Linked DNA regions of Zea mays: region 1 is linked to region 2. A link is a contact called in public Hi-C data. All regions are on one chromosome and are shown on one strand. The core of a region is the stretch at or near the end of the contact, and the rest is flanking DNA. Distances in the headings are between cores, read along the strand shown. Region 1 holds the start of LOC100279749. Region 2 holds the start of LOC100382753.

The links. A called contact is a pair of places that touch in the nucleus more often than the background predicts.
Region 1: a Hi-C map of tassel shows a contact between it and region 2, with 2.7 times the contacts expected there. The contact joins the promoter of LOC100279749 here to the promoter of LOC100382753 in region 2. A contact is called at or near these places in 3 of 25 Hi-C or Micro-C datasets (bundle sheath, ear and tassel).

Annotation. Positions count from the first base shown.
Region 1 is chr4:47,114,252-47,116,951 of Zm-B73-REFERENCE-NAM-5.0, reverse strand. LOC100279749 reads right to left here and starts at 1,255. Exons shown (of 3, transcript NM_001152707.1): 1 at 806-1,255. The coding sequence starts at 1,141.
Region 2 is chr4:46,582,991-46,585,855 of Zm-B73-REFERENCE-NAM-5.0, reverse strand. It overlaps LOC100382753, which reads right to left and starts at 1,531. Exons shown (of 9, transcript NM_001175468.1): 1 at 1,292-1,531; 2 at 1,032-1,153; 3 at 619-672; 4 at 246-270; 5 at 1-121. The coding sequence starts at 1,474. It also overlaps the pseudogene LOC109945713.

The DNA.
Region 1 (2,700 bases), core at 6-2,505, 530 kb before region 2:
TTGACAAGAAAAGTACGGTCTTAGTCTTACACAACAACTAACCATATACGATAGGTCCAATGCAACTTCGAGAAGTTCAGCATTATAAGAGTATCCATTTCCAAAATAACTGTACAGTTGTGCTTTTAATATGACACATATTAGTAAACGTCGAAGATTAGCTACAGCAGTATACTAAAACAAACGAAATTAGCCCATCTGTCATTTTCCAAGTGGAGTCCAAGTGCTAATCTGCATCCCCGACCCCGAGGCCCGAGGGCATGCAGTTTTTTGCATGGTTTGAAAAATGATTCGAGCGCTGGTAACACCATATGTTCTGAAACCATGTGAGCAAGAATATTTGACGTGGGTATGATCCTGACCCCTGAAACTTGAACCGCAGCGAAATCTGTATAACTGTATGTCTGTGTCGTCGAACCGAACATAATGGTATGACACTGCTACGATACAAAACCCGAAAGCTTGGAATTTCAACGACGACTGCATTTGGAAACCTAAAATTCCGACATATATTCCACAGAAGCATCGTGCACGATTCAATCAACAACAGTCGCGGGCAAGAAAAATTCACCCCATCAAAGAATATGTAAGGAAGTCTAAGCGTTGGTAGAGCGAGCACACGCGATCGCGACATGCAACCAATGCGCAACCGCGCACCGCGGCCAGCAGGGTAACGGGGGGAAAACCCATAAAAAAAGAATGGGATGGCAGCATGAGCATGGAACGTGTAGTAAAATAGAAACGGTTAAAAATAATAATTAATACAGCAATGAGAAAATGAGGAGACGTGGCGTGGGGATCTCACCGCCCAGAGCGGGGGCACGGGGACGCGGCGCGTGACGGCGAGCCAGACCCAGCCGTAGCCGACGAGGTTCTGCGCGGCGCCGACGAGGAGCGCGGCCCAGAGCGGGAGCACGGCGCAGAGCGTGCCGGCGAGGAAGCCGACGCTGTCGCCGAGGTCCTTGGCGACGCCGAGCCCGGCGACCTGGCGCTGGTTGTAGCCGAGCGAGGCCTTGATAACCGGCGAGAGGCTGCCGAAGAGGTAGCCGACCCCGGCGCACGACTGCATCCACATCGCCGCCACGAACACCAGCCACCGGTTCCGCAGGAACCCGCGCACCCGGCTCCCCACCTCCGCCATTGCGCTCGCGTTGCGCCCTGGCTGGCTCCCGGCAACGGACTCGGACGGAGCTCCGGGCGGCCCCCGGCGCCGCGGTACCCCGCGCGGCCGATTCGGAAAACGGACGAGGCGGCGGGCCCGGGAGTCCGCGGCGGACGGGCGGGGTTGGGATCTTCTCTGGGCCACGGACGGGCGCGACCGGATCGTTGTGCGGCAGGCTCCGGCACCGGTCGGCGGTCGCTGTGCTCTTTCGTGGGTTGCCGAATGCCGATAAGCGTGCGTGCGTGGGTCTCAGCCGGCAGCCCAGGCCCAGCGTGGCGGGTACAAAAATGACGGAGGGGACCGGCCGAAATCCGTGGGATTCGAGCTCGTCTCCGCTGTCGCTGTCGCGGTTTGGGCGGTCGGGTCGGGATCGGGCGGCTAGGGTGTGCGGGTAGGCCCGCCACACACCCCTGTGGTGATGTGGTCTCTGTGGAGGGATGGCGACTCGGCTAGACCGCCGCGAGACGAGGAGGCGACAAACACGGGCGTTGACACGCAAAGCCAAGCCTTTACCTCTGGTGCGACGTGCGGGCTTCACGCACGCCTTCACCCATGGGGTGTCGACACTCGCCATGCACGGCACAGCCCCCGTGCGCGGCCGCGGCAGTAGCTAGTGGCTCGCGCGATTGGCGACGCCGACGCGGATGCGCCGAGACGTACGTGTTGCCCGCCGGGGGAGAGACACCAAGCCGATGCGTTTGGTGTCAGCTGCCGCTTTGGCGCCGGAGCCACGGTGAGCCTAGGGGAAAGTTCCAACGCCGGTCTCAGTCGGTAGTCCACTTGACGCCGGAGAATGGCTGTTTGTGCCATCTGCGTCTTCTGCGGCGTCCTTTACCCTGCTGCCGTGCATGCTTCCTGTCATTTTCGCAGACGTCTCGTTGGTCGGGCCGATGTCATGACATACGCGTCATCTATCTTGTATGAGCACTAGATGATAATAAGGTCTAAATTTTACGCTATAAAATTTAAAAATCAAATCACGGTCACTGTTTTTTATTTATTTTTAAACTAAAATTTATTAAGGATTCTAACATTTAGATCGTTCATTACCACCCCTACCGACGATTGGGATTCCATTACAACGAACCACCACCGTTCAGAGTATAGTGGATGTGGATATAGATAAAGAAACTTATCCATAGAAACTTGAGTAGGGAGCTACATACTTGGTACTTGAATGTTTTCTAACATTTTTATCTAAGTTTTATGTGACATTTATATAGATATGAATGACCAACTAATTAGCCGGGATCTATATGCTTGTTAATTTAATGTTTTTATATGTTTTTTTCATCTATATCGCTAAAAAATTAGTTTACCTATTAGAAGTGATAGCCTATACATTTAAACATACCTAAGTTATCTATAGTTTAGCTGTTTATTTGAACTAAACGATTGTTTAAATGGACACTAATGATTAGACAAGATAAAATGGTTATCAAACAGACACAGGCTTATACAGCGCACAAACTAAATGATGATTAAACAACCGCGCAGGCGAACAATACGTTTTAGTTCGGAAAGCACTGGAGCGAGTG
Region 2 (2,865 bases), core at 282-2,781:
GCCCAGGTATTGCACGCTTGACAACACGAAAAATGTTAGCTTGCCCTTGGTTAGTGCCTTGAGGAAATCCTGTTGTGTAGGTATCGATGTCACGTAATGAGCGACACAGGATGCTGAGAGGCTGCATAATTTAGCATGAGTATAAGAACATGGTGCGTATGCAGATGGGTACTATGCTCTGCAAGTCATATTTCGTTGCAGAAACATGTTGACCCAAATTGACTCTATAGTTCCGATAGTCTTGCCTTGGAGTCTCCAATGCCTTTCAGTCTGCATCGACAACAAGCATATAGTACTGGTTAGAGCTAAGTAGCAAAGTACTTGTACGTTGCTACGGTTTCCATTTATAATTATAGAGCATAAAACACAAAAAACAGCTGGTTAGGTGGGTGTGAATGTGGGTTTGGAGCTAACAACCATGTTTTGAATCTCCATCTGTGCACAATTTTAGCTTTTTTACCATTTAAATGTGGAGGAGCACGACGACGGTGGAAACCGTGGAAACCAGTGCTTTATATAGTATAGAAATTGCTTGTTTCATGCCTAAGATTCTAAGCAAACATTGGACTCCATCACTTATCAGTTATTACACCAAAATGATCAAAGCAGTGAATTTACCTGCGAAGGCGCTCAATCGATTCATTGTTACTCAGGTCACAGACGACGGAGTAGCTGTGAAAAGTATGACCCCATGTTATTTGTAGTCAACCAAGAATATTTTAAATATAACATATAAAAATATTTAAAATAGGATAAATGCAGCTTATCAATCTTTTGTTGCTGTATTTTTCCTAGGCTCAAATTTAGTGGAACCAATCTGCTTCAAAACAAAGCACATACTGCAGCATTTGCATTGTAAGTGGTTGTAACTTGTAAAAGCTCAAGGCTGAAATCGTTGTTTCATTATTACAGAACTTATGTGCTTGCAAGTTGCAACAATCGCATAGAAATTGGTAGTATATGCTCAAAAATTGCGATTGGGGTATGTGATTTTCGTACAGAACTTCCAAGTGAAGCATTGAGCAGCGTACACGGTGTCAGTAGGGATCACCCCGACGGCGCCGCGATTGATGAGGTCGATAATGGGGTCAAGCTTCCAGAAGTCCCCGCCGGAGGGCTCCACCTCCACCCGCAGCAACCCGGCATCCCCTCTCTTCGTTCGCGCAAAACCCAGCCACCAAAGAGACTGTTCTTAGCAGTCAGCGCCAGAAAGCCCGCGAAAGGCAAGTGTTGTTGCGGAGAGCCGGAGAGTTAAAAGAAGAAAGAAGAACGCGCTTGAGGCAGAAGGTACCGTGAACTGGCGCTCGGCGGCGTACTTGAGCCGCTTGGGGTTGCGCTTGTGGAGAGCAACGACGGTGGAGGAGACGCGGAGCCGCGCGGGCGGATGGGGCTGCGAAAAGCGGACGCGGAGCGGGGAGGGGCAGACGGCGCAGCGGAAGGAGAACCGCGAGAAGGAGGAGGCAACGGCGGCCATAAAAGGCGTTGCCGTCCGAACTCGGAGGAATGTGCCCGGAGGAAAACGAGTGATTCCTTTCTCGTCTCGGAAGGTGATCTCGTTCCACTACCTTCACGTAGACCTCACCAAGAAATTGGGCCGGCCCATGCACAACCCCGCCCTGCTCGGCCTTTTTCATTCCGGGGCGAGTCTGAGGTACGCCACCGTCCAGAATGGCTCACCTCACGACTCACGAGGCTCACACATTTCCCCGAAGCTAGTTTGACATGAGAGTATAAGACGCATATCTCTATTACTACTTAAGACTATAGTGTAGCCGTTTATGGTGCACGGTTTTGTCCCCTCTCCTCACATCCCCGACATCCTCCCCTCTGTTTCGCTCCCCATCGCGCCCTCCTCACCCTCCCAGTTGCCTCTGCTCCGCTCCCTATCGCGCCCTCCTCACCCTCCCAGATGCGATCCCCATCACCCGAAATCCCCGGAGGGGACGCGCCGGCGCTGGAGCTATCGAGGGCGGAGCTGGCGGCCATCTTTCAGGTGATGGCGGACCTCCTCGGTGACACGACGTGGCCGCAACTCCACCCGCGGCCCTACACCGACACGCCGTGGCCGAGCCTGCAGTGCGAGCTCGCGCCCGACGAAGCATGTGTTCTCCGCGCCACCCGCCTCCACCTGGGCCCCGACGTCACCACCCCGCCCTGCAGGCCCGGGGCCAGGCTCGACCCCGCCTCGCTGCGTGGCCTGCCGCACCTCCGGACGCTCTCCATCTTCGGCTGCTTCGGCGCCGCCCGCGCTGTTCACATCATCATCCTCGCTCGAGCAGATCGTGCTCAAGTCCAACCCTAACCTCACTGGCCCCATACTGGCGACGTTGGTTCTTATTTTGGTAAATATTGTGTTATGCACACCGATGGTTACCAATTCAGTGATAACTATTGTGTTATCTGAATAATTTGTAGAGAGGGGCTTGACTATGAGGTTAGGGAAGAATGACAGTACTACTATACTAGCAGTGCATGTTTTACTCTGCAGGTATCCAGAGTAGTGTTTGAATCAGCGCTGTCGGGGACCATAATTAGGGGTACCCTTAAGGCTCCTAATTCTCAGCTGGTAACCCCCATCAGCATAAAGCTGCAAAGGCCTGATGGGTGCGATTAAGTCAGTGATCAGTCCATTCGAGGGAATCGATCACGCCTCGCCCGAGCCTAGCCTCGGACAAGGGCAGCCGACCCCGGAGGATTTCCGTCTCGCCCGAGGCCCCCCTTCAGCGGCGAATATATTTCCGGCTCGCCCGAGGCCCTGTCTTCGCCAAGAAGCAACCCTGACCAAATCGCCGCACCGACCGACCAAATTGCAGGAGCATTTAATGCAAAGGTGGCCTGACACCTTTATCCTGACGCGCGCCCCCC